Regions from separate parts of the Macaca mulatta genome. Here region 1 is linked to region 2. A link is a contact called in public Hi-C data. All regions are on one chromosome and are shown on one strand. The core of a region is the stretch at or near the end of the contact, and the rest is flanking DNA. Distances in the headings are between cores, read along the strand shown. Region 1 holds the start of GBX1 (gastrulation brain homeobox 1). Region 2 overlaps AGAP3 (ArfGAP with GTPase domain, ankyrin repeat and PH domain 3).

Evidence for each region. Hi-C and Micro-C count contacts between places; a contact is called where the count stands out from the background.
Region 1: a contact with region 2 is called in a Hi-C map of CD4 T cells, with 3 times the contacts expected there. The contact joins the promoter of GBX1 here to the enhancer-like site in region 2. A contact is called at or near these places in 5 of 14 Hi-C or Micro-C datasets (CD4 T cells, fetal cortex germinal zone, fetal cortical plate and 2 more).

What each region holds. Positions count from the first base shown.
Region 1 is chr3:190,597,376-190,601,535 of T2T-MMU8v2.0, reverse strand. It overlaps GBX1 (gastrulation brain homeobox 1), which reads left to right and starts at 2,692. Exons shown (of 2, transcript XM_015135300.3): 1 at 2,692-3,226. The coding sequence starts at 2,692.
Region 2 is chr3:190,554,706-190,559,068 of T2T-MMU8v2.0, reverse strand. It overlaps AGAP3 (ArfGAP with GTPase domain, ankyrin repeat and PH domain 3), which reads right to left. Exons shown (of 16, transcript XM_028846480.2): 10 at 111-215. Among named protein-coding and RNA genes, the nearest start is that of TMUB1, 36 kb to the right of the region's middle. Within about 2 kb of position 2,903, at least 6 of the 40 cell types and tissues checked have an H3K27ac peak or open chromatin away from gene starts, as enhancers often do. A contact at or near this core is called in CD4 T cells, where this site is marked.

The sequences.
Region 1 (4,160 bases), core at 1,443-3,942, 43 kb before region 2:
AGAGTGTCTTTTAACCTTGAGTCCTTGACATACCAGAATGTGACAGGCTTCTTAAAGTGTCCTTTTATTGAAGGGACTGGTAGAAGAGTGATGTTTCAATATATATCTTTTTGAGCTTTTGGAATTTGGTACTATGTGATTTTATTACCTATGCAATAAATGAATGCAATTACTTTTAAAAATGGCTCTTCCTTCATGCCTTACTTGACTGATCCTGTAACTGCTCATACAGGTTTAATTTCAGTTTTGTAGCCCAAAGTTGCCTCAATAATTTGTCAAGTCAATAAGCCTCTGTTATGTATCCACCACCGATAAGCCCTCTCACTTTAAAAATACAATATACTTTTGAAGCTTGGTCTTCCATGTTGGTCTGGGAAAGTGCTTGGTTAATTTAGCAAAGGGGTGTTCCGAAGAGTATCTTTAGACAAGTCCTTTAGTAGTGAGTTGGAGTTAAGCTAAGGCACCTCTTCTTTCTCCATTGCGACATCTTACCACCAGACTTGTTTCTTAGAAACTGCACTGGCTGAATGTGGAGCCCAAGGTAGATCAAGACTGCATGGAAATGACATTCTTCTCTGTTCATCTCTCTGATGAATTGTCAGTTAAGGCATAACCAAAAAAATCCTTTCTTGAGTCCTGCCCCCCTCCTCAGTCCACCCTGGTGACAGTGTCTTTGAAGGTACTGATTTAAATACATCAGCCTGACATTAACAGTGTTCACTAGGCTAACACAACACTCCTAATTTGGAACAAATGTCACTGAGACCCAGAGTTCCCTCCTGCCCTGCTCTGTCTTGGCCGGGCAATCCTGGAATTTGTGTAGGTTTTTGTCCTCCCTGGAGCCAAATCACTTCCCCTATCTAGACTGCATCTTCCTAAACTTGCCTGGCTTTGCTGTTATTAATTTTAATATTAATTTTAACCAGCTTGGCTCTACCTAGCCTTACCTGAATAACAATTTCCTTGTGACCAGATGACACTCACTGTAGCTGGCCAGCCTTGCCCTGTGTCCTGAAGCTTGGGTCACTCTTCTGTTGACTTGCCTGTCTTGTCTCTTGCCCACTAACCTGAGGTGGCTATCAAGTCAAAGTGTCTGTGACTTTTGCCTCTAGATTGACAACTCTACCGCTCGGAATTGGGAGGAGGAGGAGGACGGTAAAAGGCGCCACCATTTCTGTGTCTCAGAAGGGGGGAGGTGAGAGTCATCTGCAATTAGCGGATAATTAGCGCTACTGACCCTTGGGGCTCATCAGCGCTCCTGGGGCCAGCCCCCAGCAATCAGCCAGGGCAGGTCGGGAGTGTCAGGCCCAGGAATGAATAGGGCTCATCAGCGGCGCTGGAGCTGGGGAGCCAATCAGGGAAAATTAATAGCAGAAGAGAGGGAGAGAGAGCGAGGGAGGGAGACAAGAGATAGACAGACAGACAAGAGATACAGATAAAGGAGAGAAATGAGAAAAATCGAGTAACAGAGACTGGGATAAGGAGTAAGAGATGGGAAAGAAATAATCAGAGAGGAATAGGAATAGAAACGAGGACGGGAAAGGGAAGAGGAGTGGGAGGAAGAAAAAGAATGTAAAGGATGGGAGAAAGATGGAGGGAAAAGGTCAGAGGAATGGTAAGTACTTGGCATAGTGTGGGCACTCAAGGAAATTACCCAGAGGCAAGAGAAAGGGACTAGGGGAAGTTGGAGATGGAGGAGGAGGAGGGAATGAGGAAGAAGGTGAAGAGCCAATGCCAAGAGAATAGAGACCAGAGGCCAGAGTGCCAATGGGGCAGACAGGAGGAAAGGGGCCCCATAAGAGTAGCGCTAAGCCATAGTACCGGGCGGGCGCAGCGCGCCCCCTGTCGGCCCCGCCTCGCCTCCCTCAGCCCCGCGCTCTCGCTGGAGGGGGCGGCGGCCGTGCTGTCCTGCCAGTCGCCCCCGGGCTTGCTCTGGGGACCGCCACAACGTCCGCTCCACGGGCGGGGGAGGGGTGTCGGAGCTGGGAGGCACGCCGGGGAATGACTCGCGGCCCGACGGAGGGCCGCGGCCTGGAGCAGAGGGGCGCTGTGGTCCGGCGCCGCTGCCTGTCCCTGCTGGTGCGCCCTCTCCGCCTGCCGCCCGGTGTCCCATCCACGCTTGGCCCCGCTGCCCCGTCGGAGCCTGGGCCACCTCTCGCTTGCCCTCCGAGCCGGGCCGAGCTCGGGCCGGGTGGGCTGAGTTGGGGGTGGACTGGGTGGAGGGAAGGGGACCGGCCCAGCAGCTGCCGCCGCCTTCTCGTCGGCCGCAAACTTTCACAAAGCGGCGTGTCCGGCCTCATCAATCTCCATTAATAATAGTTGGTTGGGCCGCGGGGGGCGGGTGGGGGTCCCGGGCCGGCCGGCCAGGCCGCTGGGAACGGGTACTGCGGAGGGAGCGGGAGCTGGGCGCGGCGGCGGCGGGCGGAGGGAGGAAGTGAAGCGTAATTTGAGGAAGATGGATGAGTCCGGAGGGCGACACCCCCAGCCCGCCCGCTCGCCCGCCCCCTCCCTCCTTATGAGAGAGAGGGTGCGCGGCGCCGGAGCCACACTGCGCCGATCCCGCGCCCCGCCGCCAGCTCGGCCCGGGAGCCAGGGAGCGAGCCCTGCGTGTCCGCGCGGGGCGCCCGAGCCGCGGGGCGCAAGGAGGCGCCCGGAGGGGAGCGCCCCGGGGCGGCCGCAGCTCCGAGCAAGATGCAGCGGGCCGGAGGCGGTGGTGCCCCCGGGGGCAACGGCGGGGGCGGCGGCGGGGGCCCGGGCACTGCCTTCTCCATCGACTCCCTGATCGGGCCGCCGCCGCCGCGCTCCGGCCACTTGCTGTACACCGGCTACCCCATGTTCATGCCCTATCGGCCGCTCGTCCTACCGCAGGCACTGGCCCCCGCGCCGCTGCCCGCTGGTCTCCCGCCCCTCGCCCCGCTAGCCTCCTTCGCCGGCCGCCTTACCAACACCTTCTGCGCGGGGCTGGGTCAGGCTGTGCCCTCGATGGTGGCGCTGACCACCGCGCTGCCCAGCTTCGCGGAGCCGCCCGACGCTTTCTACGGACCCCCAGAGCTCGCTGCCGCCGCTGCCGCCGCCGCCACTGCCGCCCGAAACAACCCTGAACCAGGCGGCCGACGCCCAGAGGGTGGACTGGAAGCCGATGAGCTGCTGCCGGCCCGCGAGAAAGTGGCAGAGCCCCCACCGCCTCCGCCTCCGCACTTCTCAGAGACTTTTCCAAGTCTGCCCGGTAAGTGCTAGGGCCGACCAGGGCGGGCGGGAGGCCGGTTCACCTGGAAATTCCAGACAGGAACCTGCTCGGAACCTCGGCACCTGCCTGGAACCTGGAAGTCCCATACCTTTAGATCGCGCGCAGGTTCTGACTCTAATTCAGTTCCAAATACAGCTTCTTTAGATCCCAGAATCCCCGCCCTGCTCTGTCCCCACAGCCCTGAAGGCTAACCAAAGACTTTCCAGTGCTCCCTTCACATTAGTGCCTTTCCCTCAGCATCCTAGCCATCAAGCCTTGGCCCTGGCTCCTTTTCAGAATTCCTTCATTTTTTTTTTTTGTCTCCTCTGCCAGGGGTAGACAAGCTACAAGGATGGGATTTCCGGGGGCACCAAGATGGGGGTATGTTGGAGCAGCTGTCAGTTCAGGCACGTTCTGGCTTCTAAGGAGATCATACTGACCCTAAAGGCTCAAAGGATAGGAATAGGGTCTGTGGATGCAGGGGCAAAATGTGTGGGGGTGGGGGGGCGGGGGGGGGACGGGGGTCTTAAAGCCCTGACTTATGAATTGGCAGATTCAGAGCTAAGCCTTGAAGAACTGAGTAGAGGACCAAAGAGAACACTAGCTACGGGAGGCCTAGCACACGCTGGACAAGTGCTGACTAGGAGACCAAGAGAGAGGCTACAGGATGGGCTGAGTTGGGTGTGGCCCAAAGATCTAGGGTGCAGAACCCAGCTAAGATTCAGCCGACAGATAATTCAAGGGCCCTGGACCCTCCATGAATGGTGCCTCTCCATAGAGGCAGGGTGTATTAAACTGAACCTTGTTTAGAGTCAATTCAATTAGAGCCCTCCTGACCTCTCTATTGGTCCTTAATTCCTAGAAGCCAGATAAGCTTTCTTCTGGCTAGATAGATTCAGGTGTTCTGAGTTCAAAAGCTTATACAATTTACTGG
Region 2 (4,363 bases), core at 1,654-4,153:
CTAAGGTCTGCTTCCCCCCAGTCCTGGAGCCTGCTCGCTGCGAACATTCTGTTATCCTCCCTCTACCCCCTCTCCATACTCCCCCAGGAGACTCCTCCTCCCAGACTCACATGCAGGCTGGGGTGATAGGTGAGCAGCCCATTGTCACAGAGTGTCACGTACTTCTTCTTCCACTCCTTGTTCAGGGACTTGCCGCTCCGCTTCAGCAGGATCCCCTGAGAACAGAGGTCTGATCAGAAACCAGGAGCCAGCCCCGGAGGAGCCAGCCTCATAGGGCATGGGAAGGTCACGATGTCGTTAGGCAATGCCCTCCTCCCTCCCTACTTCTCCTGGGCCACTTTGAGCAAAGCAGCCTTTAAGGACCTATCACTGAACTTGGGAAGGCCCCTTAGACCAGTCCTTCCCCAGAACTCGGCTCTCCCCCAATCATCCACCAGGAAGCAGCTGGACCACTGTTCTGGCAGGTGGGCATCTTCCCTCCCCAGTGTGTGGCGCCACCTCCACAGGAGAAGCCTGTCAGGGGTGTAGACCGTCGGGTGTAGATGATCGGAGGTATAGACAGTCAGGGGTATAGATGGTCAGGAGTAGACGCTCAGGGGTGTAGACAGTGGCCATCAGTGATGCTCCTCCCCAAGAGGCTCCAAGGGTCAAAACAGCAGAGATTTTGGTAAGGTCCCGGCCTTCCACCCCGTGGTAGCTCCATAATAGGGCAGAAAATCCCCTAATTGTCCCAAGCATCCCCCAGACCACCAAGCCAGGCAGCAGGGAGAGCCAGCCTTCCCTCTCAGCAACCACACTTCCTGCGTAAGCCAGTGAGACTCGCTGAACGCAGAGAGGATGGCTAGAAGGACAAGCGAAAGTGCCACAGCAAGGAGCCTGCCCTGGGGACAAGGCCTGGGCCACAGCTGACACCCAGTAAACATCTGTTGGAAGAATTGGGGAAAAGCCCCCTAAAACCCTGGCTGTCAGATGACTAATGCAGGAGACAGACCCCACTAGGAAGATGGCAGGAGACGACGCTCAACCACAGCTGTGGCCTCCTTCCCAGGAGAAACCTACTCCCTCTAGTGAGAACCCTATAAAGACGCCCTTACTGGCTCAGGCTCTCTCCCTCAAACAACACACAACAGCAATGGGACTAGCGTACTCTAAGGCTAAGGCCCTCGGGCTCTGGAGATGCCCTGGAGTCATCCTCAATTCCCCCCCCCACCCCCCGCCACCTCCGTCCCCAGTCCCCAACACACAGATCAAAGAAATAACCAAGTGTGAGGGATGGACCCAGCTCCCCACCCCTGTCCCAACTCCCCTCACCCCACTGGGTGTGCTTGCCTCTCCCAGGCAACAGCTGGGAATGGGAGGCAGGGGTCATTCAGGACTAGGGAGTGCCACAGTGGAGACCAGGGGCAGATCCAGGACCAACATCACCATCTGTGGGCCCCCATCCTCCAAAACCCCCACCTCAAGAGGGCTGAGAAGAGGCAGTGCTCCCTGGAGACTTCAAGGCAAAAATCCCACAAAAGGAAGAGGAGCACAGGTAGATCCACAAACAGGGGGCTGAGTGTGGGGCTCACCCTTAGCTGGGAGAGCAGAAAGGGCAGCACCCCCAGCAGGGACCCTTGAAAAAGCAGACTCTGCCCATACTTAGAGAAGGGGGCACCCAGAGAGGGAAGAGGCCCCAGGATGGCATCTCCTTTAGGAATGGAGAGCCCGCCGGCAGACAGCCAACAACACGGGGACTAAGAGATGTAGGCACAGGGAAATGGCAGTCCCTTGTCTGCAGCTCGTGGGTTAGGGTTAGGGTTAGGGTTAGGGTTAGGGTTAGGGTTAGGGTTAGTGACACCCAGTGGTAGGGGGTGAATATGGGATTCAACTGCACCTTCCTCCTCTAAGTTTTTCCTAATAGAAGGCTCAACCCTAGATGGAAGCAATTAGGGTAAAAGTGATTCCCGTTTCCTGGACCTCTCCCCTCCCCAACAGATGGGGGACGGGTGGAGGCCAGAAAGGGCACCCACTTCCAGCGGCCCTAGCAGCTGTGACATCAGTTGCCGACTTCCCAGCACATTTCACATCCTTGCTGCTCCTCTTCCGGCCACACCAGGGCCAAATGCCATTGCGGGAGGTGCGAGCATGCGGGCTGGAAGCTGAAGTACATGGCCATGGGCAGACACATCCTGCTACCTGGCCCCCTTGGCCTGGGAGACCCTACCTTCGAAAGGGGCTTCTGAAGACAAGCAGCATTAAGGGGGCCTTCCACAAGGCAAGCAGGCCCTGCCTCGTGGTCTGTGAAGGAGTCTTCCAGGTCGGCTGGGCCTTGGTGACCTGCCTCTGGGTGTGTTATTCCTGTCACTGGCCAGGGACCAGGTGCACCGAGAGCTCAGAAGCAGTCAACTATTCCCCCTCCGCTGCGACCCTCGGGCTCTGGAGATGCCCTGGAGTCATCCTCAATCCCCTGCCCCCGACCCGCCCCCAACACACAGATCGAAGAAATTACTAAGTGTGAGGGAGGGACCCAGCTCCCCGCCCCTGTCCCGACTTCCCCCACCCCACGGGGTGCGTGCTTCCCTCTCCCAGCCTTCAGCGGGAGACTCCACGGCCGGCCCCGGCCCCCGCCCAGCTCCGCTCCCAGCTCCAGCGGCCTGGAACGTGGAGCCGCTCAAGACCTGCAATGCGCGCAGTTTCTCTTGATAGTCAGGGTGGGAACGGGTCTCCACACCTTTCCGACCCAGACACGTGTGGCTCCTCCCTCCTCGCAGAGAATGTGATCGTGGCGGGGGGGTCCCTCCTCCACCCTGAACGCCCCGGTCCTCGGCAGCGCCCTCCCCGGGCGGAGGCGGGGCCGGGGGCGCGGGCGGAACGACCCGGCTGCTCAGCCCCGCCCTGCTCACCCGCCTGCTCACGGAAGCGGACGGGAGGAAACTCGCCTAGCCCGCGCCTCTCCCCACTCCCTCTCCAAAGAAGCTACAGGGGTTCCTGCTCCCTCCCCGGCCGGCCGGCTGCGCACGGCGGAGCAGGAAGCAATCTGGGGCGGAATGGGAGCGGCGCGGAGGCGCGGAGGCGACAGCCCCCAGAGGACCCGTTCCCGCCGCCGCCTCCCTCCCAGCTCCGCCAGCCGACTTAATTGCGGAGTCCGGATTGATTGGGAATGCAAATGGCAACTGAAATGCAATCTCCACTCCCAGCAGGAGCTGGGGGGGAGGGGAAGGAACAGAACCGGGAGAACGGGACAGGAGGGCGGAGCAAGGAGGGGCTACAGATCTGGCGGGGCTGGACCGGTGGCAGCAGGGAGGTCCGAGAGCGGGGAAGCGCCAGAAATGGCCACCAAGCTGGAAGAAGACAACGGATGCGCCCCGCCCCTAGCGAGTGATCGTTACAGAACGGGAAGGAGCGGGCACCCCTTATAGGGTGTCACTGCATCAGGCACAAGCCTCTGACACCTGCCCCCAGCAGGCGGCACCCCTCTGGGCTGTGTAGCTAGAGGGTCTTCCTACTGAGCGTCCCTGAGATTTAGGGGTGAAAACACCAGTGACCTACTGACTCTAAGACTGGACCCCAGGTTCAAGTTCACAGGGCTTCCTCCCCAACCCAACATCTCTCCTTCCTTCCCATGTGAGAGATTCAGGGAATAAGTCAGCCCCTGATGACCACAACTCCCAGTGAGGAAAGGGAGCACGTACAACCCTAAGGAAAGCGGTCCCATTTTCGTAGTGAATTCGGTGAAGTGTGTCCACACACCCACTCACCGCCCACGCCCTCCCTTGCACTCCCCATCTCCAAGTAGGGAGCTGAGAAGCCTACGCCCAAAGCACAGGGCATCATCTAGCAGGGGCCCCCACAAAGGAGGTGCCCGGAGAGAGGGGACCAAATGAGCAACAGGTTTGTGCAGGGTCTGATTCTGCCCAAAGACACACACACACACACACACACAGGCACTCCATGAACGAACAGTGAAGCCTCTGGCTGCTGTCACTGTGCTCTTGGCTTTTCAGGGGGCCTCCCAGTAGGCTGGCCCAACTGGAGTGGTCACTGTCAGACATAAATGCAATGAACATTTCAAGGAGGGGTGAGCGGAAACAATACAGATCACTGCATGGGACCCTGTGGGACCCTGCCCTCTGGGACACTACCCTGCTTGGGACTCTTCATTCTAAATGGACTTTCGCAGGGGGTCAGAAACCCCCAGCCTTAACGAATGAATCCTGGTCACACTGGCCCCTCCTCACAAGCGGTCACACTGCCCATGAGTCCCAGCCCAGGAGAGCCACACCTGACCGCAGGCCTTGCAACGCTGGGCTCAGGTGCTCTGGCCACATCAGCCTCCTCCGTGGTCAAAACGTGGCAGTACAGCTACCTATGTACGTGGCTT